Linked DNA regions of Sus scrofa: region 2 is linked to region 1. Evidence: chromatin contacts called from public Hi-C data. All regions are on one chromosome and are shown on one strand. Each heading gives the region's core, a stretch centred on a gene start, on an enhancer-like site or on the middle of the called end of the contact. The rest is flanking DNA. Distances are from core to core; before and after follow the strand shown. Region 1 has its middle 9.6 kb from the start of RFPL4B. Region 2 has its middle 150 kb from the start of RFPL4B.

The links. Hi-C and Micro-C count contacts between places; a contact is called where the count stands out from the background.
Region 2: a contact with region 1 is called in a Hi-C map of fetal skeletal muscle, with 2.5 times the contacts expected there. The contact joins two enhancer-like sites. A contact is called at or near these places in 5 of 47 Hi-C or Micro-C datasets (brain, embryonic fibroblasts, fetal heart ventricle and 2 more).

The regions. Positions count from the first base shown.
Region 1 is chr1:78,301,228-78,304,097 of Sscrofa11.1, forward strand. No RefSeq gene overlaps it. Among named protein-coding and RNA genes, the nearest start is that of RFPL4B, 9.6 kb to the right of the region's middle. Within about 2 kb of position 1,329, at least 2 of the 83 cell types and tissues checked have an H3K27ac peak or open chromatin away from gene starts, as enhancers often do. A contact at or near this core is called in fetal skeletal muscle, where this site is marked.
Region 2 is chr1:78,458,669-78,461,368 of Sscrofa11.1, forward strand. No RefSeq gene overlaps it. Among named protein-coding and RNA genes, the nearest start is that of RFPL4B, 150 kb to the left of the region's middle. Within about 2 kb of position 1,288, at least 11 of the 83 cell types and tissues checked have an H3K27ac peak or open chromatin away from gene starts, as enhancers often do. A contact at or near this core is called in fetal skeletal muscle, where this site is marked.

The sequences.
Region 1 (2,870 bases), core at 79-2,578:
CTACACAAGGAGTCATCTTATACTGTTATTCTCCCTGGAGGAATCTTTATGGACCGTGCCTATCATGTTAGGAGAAAGGGTATTTGGCATCGTGGCATTTCAAGCTCTCTGCTAATGCGCAGAGTTTCTCAGCAGTCGGCAGACTCCTAGCAAAGCTGATCTTACTAGGGGTCACTAGTACTAGGAACAAGTGTGTGCCAACCATGTACTAGGCACAGAGTCTAATTAACTATTAAATTGATATTCACCCAGTATTCAGTTATTATAGTATTGGTGATTTGGTAATTAAATCCATAATGAAATTCTATTTGGATTTCAAAATCTCTTTCCCCACTCACCTATCAGAATGCTAACAATCTCAGTTAACTAAACCCATATGTGACATTTCTGTGGTATGCATTGTCTCCTTTCCTTTGGCCTCATTCTTGCAGAGAAAGGACCTGAAGTTAGGTACCAAGATGAAAAAATGGAAGAGGATGGATCAAATAGAAACTGCTGACCTTTGAACTGATAATCCTAGAAGGCAAATAAAACAGATCTACATGAAAATTTTCCTTTCCTCTACATATACCTAATTCAGTCATTTTAGAGTTGTGAGCTTTGGGTTTGGATTTTTTTTTTTATTACTCAATGAATTTTATTACATGTATAGCTATACAATGATCATTGCAACCCAATTTTATAGTATTTGGGACTGGATTTTTTTAAAAATCCAAAACGGATTGGCTTTTTGCCTGTTCTCTATCAAGAAAAGGGATCACGAATTTTATTCACTGATTTCCCTCAGTGAGACAATTTCTTGTCTAATTTTACTGCACCGTTCCTAAAAGAATCATCCTATTGATCTCGATGGCTCTAACTGCATAAGTTCACATCTCTCATTTATATCTTTTTGTAATATTCATAAAACCTCCCACAAGTGGAAGGGAAGTGACACTCATTGATTGGTTTCCTGATTGCCATCAAGGTTAGAATGAAAAATATTGCGGGCTGGGGCTCCAGTTCCCTCAGAGACGCGGTAGATGGCGCTGTGCTACACAGATTCTGCCTCAGCCTTGCAGGGGCAACGGACTGGGAGATAATGTAATCTCTGGACAGGAGTGTTGTTTTTTTCCAGCCCAGAGGAAGAGGTTATCCTCCTAGGAAATGATTTCTCTACATAAACTTAGTTTTGCCAAATCAGTGATTTGAACTGTTTTGACACCAAAAGAATCTTAAGTGTCTTTAAGCCTGAAAAAAAAAAAAATCTGTACTTGAAAACTCTTCAATGCATGGAATAATCTTTTGGTTATATGATGTGCTGACCTCCCTGCACTTCATTTTTTATTAATCCCTAACCCAAGATCACTCTGGGAAACTACAGTTAAGTCCTCTGGACATTTCATTAGCGCCAGCTGGATATACTTTAGTGATTTGACTTTTCAACAACATGGGTGGACTAATTTGTTCATCTCAAGGCCATGTTAATCAGGCGACTGTTCTTGGGTTATTTTAAAGCATTTTAATGTTTTTGCGTAGTATCTCCCCTAAAACTTGCTAATTATTTTCCAATAGCCCTAAAAATTATGTAAGATATGTTAAAATTTTTATTACAGAAGAGATAGGCATCTGGAAAAGTTTTATTGAAGATTTTAAAACTGTGACTACTTCATTAATAAGCAAAGAAATCATTTCTAATTTGCTGCTTATTCTTAAATGCTAGCAAAGGAGATCTTGGCCAAAACAAGTAACAGATATTTTTAAAAAAGAGAATTTCCCTAGAATAGACACTCTTAAAGGAAAGGAGAGATGTTATGCATACACTGTGTATAACAATTACACCGAGACTTAATAATTTAAGTAGACACATATGCACGCTTGCACTCTCAAACTGCCCTCCTGTCTGGGTTTTTGCCCTTGAATTGGAAGCTTTGCTCTGACCTCCATTTTGCAGCGTGTGTGGCCTGCCTGGCCTTTCTCACTCGGACTAATACGCTACCTCATATTTACTTTTGCAGACCTCTTTGTCCATTTAGAGTTTAGACCTGTATCCAATTACACGGTCCCCTGGAACTCCTGCTTTGGCTCTTCCTGACCTGACTCTTTTCTTCTAGCCCAAGTTCGGCTGAACTGCAAGGCATTCTTAGAGTTGCTTCTGTTGGACTGGAAGCCATTGGATTCCAGAATTGTGTTGTTGATTGCAGGGATCTCTTTCCTCAGAGTCTTTAGCATAGTCTCTTTTGCGGGTTGCTTTTCCTTTTTCCTTAAATGCTGTTGCTTTTCAGGGTTCTGTCCTAGGCCTTCCTTTTTATTTTGCACACCTTTCATGGGCAATCCCAATCACTTCCCTATCTTCCAGTTACCATTTACATGTGCAGGTTAACCCCTTCCATGTCCAAATTTGCAGCCCAGACCTTGAGAATCAGAACTGAAGCTACCTCACATCTGTAGAGATGCTCAGATGCCTAATTGGCATCTATAGCAGAGGCATGGGATACAGGGGCATATTAATACATTGTTTGTGGTAGGAGAACATGAATCAGTAAAGAAATTCATTATAGGAGTTCCCGTAGTGGCTCAGTGGTAATGAATCCGACTAGGATCACTAGAATCCATGAGGATGAGGGTTCGATCCCTGGCCTTGCTTAGTGGGTTAAAGATCCAGCATTGCTGTGAGCTGTGGTGTAGATTGCAGATGAGGCTTAGATTTGGTGTTGCTGTGGCTGTGGTATAGGCTGGCAACTACAGCTTCAATTTGACCCGTAGCTTGGGAGCTTTCATATGCTGCAGGTGTGGCCCTAAAAAGCTAAAGAAAGAAAGAAATTCATTACAAGCTATCAATTCTTAATACTTGTTGGACACTTCCTGTGAACAGTCATGGATAATTGGAA
Region 2 (2,700 bases), core at 38-2,537, 160 kb after region 1:
TCAGTGCCAAGACCTCCTCTGCACAACCTCAATATTCTTTCAATGTTTAGACAAATCTGGTGGAAAATGTTGTTTACATTTTTTTTCTGCAGTACTATAGCTGCGTGTTTGTGCACTACATTTCTCATCGATCTACTGGTGTCCCGCAAAAGATTATTTTCCCCCTTTTCCACCATAGTTTAAAATAATTGTATCATTTGGTCGGATTTTTAATAAGGCATAAAAGCTAACTCAGGATATAGACATTCCATCTTTATAGTTGGTTTAATTAAATCCTGAATTTAATGCTACAAGTATATTGTTTCCATACTTTGGGAGATCATTTCTGTTCTGTGAAAATTGTAGCATTAATGCCTTTTTCAAAAAATCCTAATCAGTAATTTAAATTATCTCTCTTATCTTAGAGGTCCCTTAAGGTACGTCTGTGGACCTTAGGTTATTTCATCCATTATAATTCAGACATTTAAATAATATATTGGCTTTCCCCCTTATTTGAACTTAGAGTTAGATGCATTACTTAGTACATTTTATGCAGACTTGGATTGTGTATAATTTTATTAGTCATTCTAACATTCATTTATGCTGACACAAAAAGTTTTGTTGATGTGAAATGACTTTTTGTCCCTTCCTCCACCTTTAAAATGTCAATTTTGGTTATACAGTTTTCAAACATTAAAACATAGGCTCAGCAAAGTATTTATTTATTTAACATTTTTTACTATAAATAAATCACATAAGCTGTCCCACCATGCTGACACTGTCATTTTTTTCATTATAAACATTTACATTTAAAAATTTAAAAAGATGGATCTAAGGATTTGGAAAAAAATCCCTCTTATAAACAGAAGAGGGAGCAGTATTTCCTTCTTTATGACACAATGCAATGTTGTTTTTTAAAATTCCTTTCACCTTTTTCCCTCTAAACATAAACCTCCTCTGTCCTAATCTCTGCTGTTGATTTTCTATTCCTCTCTTTCTATATTTTTTTTGGGGGGGGAAGTGTGTCTCCTGGTTACAGGGGGTAGGACCACCCATTTTGATCAAGGGAACAAAGGTTAAATTCTTTCTGGTTTCCTACTTTCTCTTAGGATAGAGTTAAATATTAGAAATCGTTTTCTTCTACTGTATATTTTTACTTGCAACAATACTTAAAAAAAAAAAAAAATCTATGGCACCACTTTACAAAGAAGCCTAGGCATTGTGTGGTCAACTGGAGTGAATGTGTGTATTCTTGGGGGACCTGCCCGGTGACAGACTGTCTCCCTGTTGTTCTCCCTGTGAACTGAGCAGGAGCCATGCACATCTGAATAACAGAGTCTTTTCTGCCTGGTGCAATCCTGGATTGTTACAGTCTACAGGCCCGCCATGCTGTCACCGGCACAAATTGATTTAACCATCAATTGCTGTGGTCATTAAAGCTGCTAAAAGTCCTCGCCAAACTGATGAATTGCAAGTGAATGTGAAATGAGTCTCTAAGTCCGTTTCCCACCATCTCATATCAAAGGCTATTGTATCCTTGCAAAGTAACGGGTCGGAGGTCTAGGCTGGAGTTCAACAATGGGCCCTGTCAAAGGATAGAGCTCCATTCACTCAGGCACCCCCAATTACAGTTTGCTTTCCATACCTTATTGTATAAAATTTGCATCCGACTAATACATTGAATTATTGGCATACTTGGAGTGTCAAAGGAGTCACTGAATGGTTTGTCCTTAAAATACATGGAATTCTAAGCATCTGGTGGCTACTGGCTCGTGACAATGAAAGGATTCCCTGGTTTTTCACTGCTGGCAGAAGGACTCATTTTCTCTTAGCTCAGATTTAACATTTCTAAACACTATGCACAACTTCTTCCCCATTCACACCCATAAATCCACTTACGGATTTTTTTGAGAGGAGCTGTAGAGAGGGAATGGTACTCCTCCTGCCTAACAAGAATGTAATTAAAATGTTTAAATAATTCACTATAATTTCTTGGGGACCCAAATAAGTGGGGAAAACCTGACATACAATTTGATGGTTTTTTTACCTGGAGAAAAGCAGGGATTAAATAATAGTGAGGCAAAATTAAAGTCACATTTAGGGATAGATTTCAATGCCCAGAGAATTTTCATTAGCTCTTCTAGGAAAACATATCGGTTAGATTTTAAGTTGTTATGGTTAAGCCAGTCAAGAGCTATGAATCAGCCAGACAATGAACCAGGTCCACATTGCTACCAATGATTTCTTTCTTTAGTCAATAACTAAGTCAGTGGAGATGAACCATCATAGAAAATTAAATTCTTCAAGTTCTGATATTGCAATACTAGTAGAGAATTTCAGGAAATTTCAAATTTTATAGAAACATTAATATGCTCGTGTTGATAGAATTCTTCTTTTTCCTATCAGACAATAATCTGAGCAGTAATTTTGTGTCTTAAGTTACGTATGTCAATTTCTTTTATGAATGTATTTTATTACGCTATTTTCACAAATTCGCTTGAACTTTTTTCTTTAATTTTTAGATTAATATTGAAGAGCTGTGTAAAGAGTCCTTGTTTTTAATTCCAGGATTTTTATTATCTGTTCTTTCTCCTTTTCTCTTCCCAAGTCTTTAGCATCTAGAGTTTTCCAAGATGCATAGAGGAAGCTTTGTAGGAGAAACAGGACTTTCTGGATCAAAGGCAGAGAGCTCCATATTTACTCCTGAAACCCCACACGCTT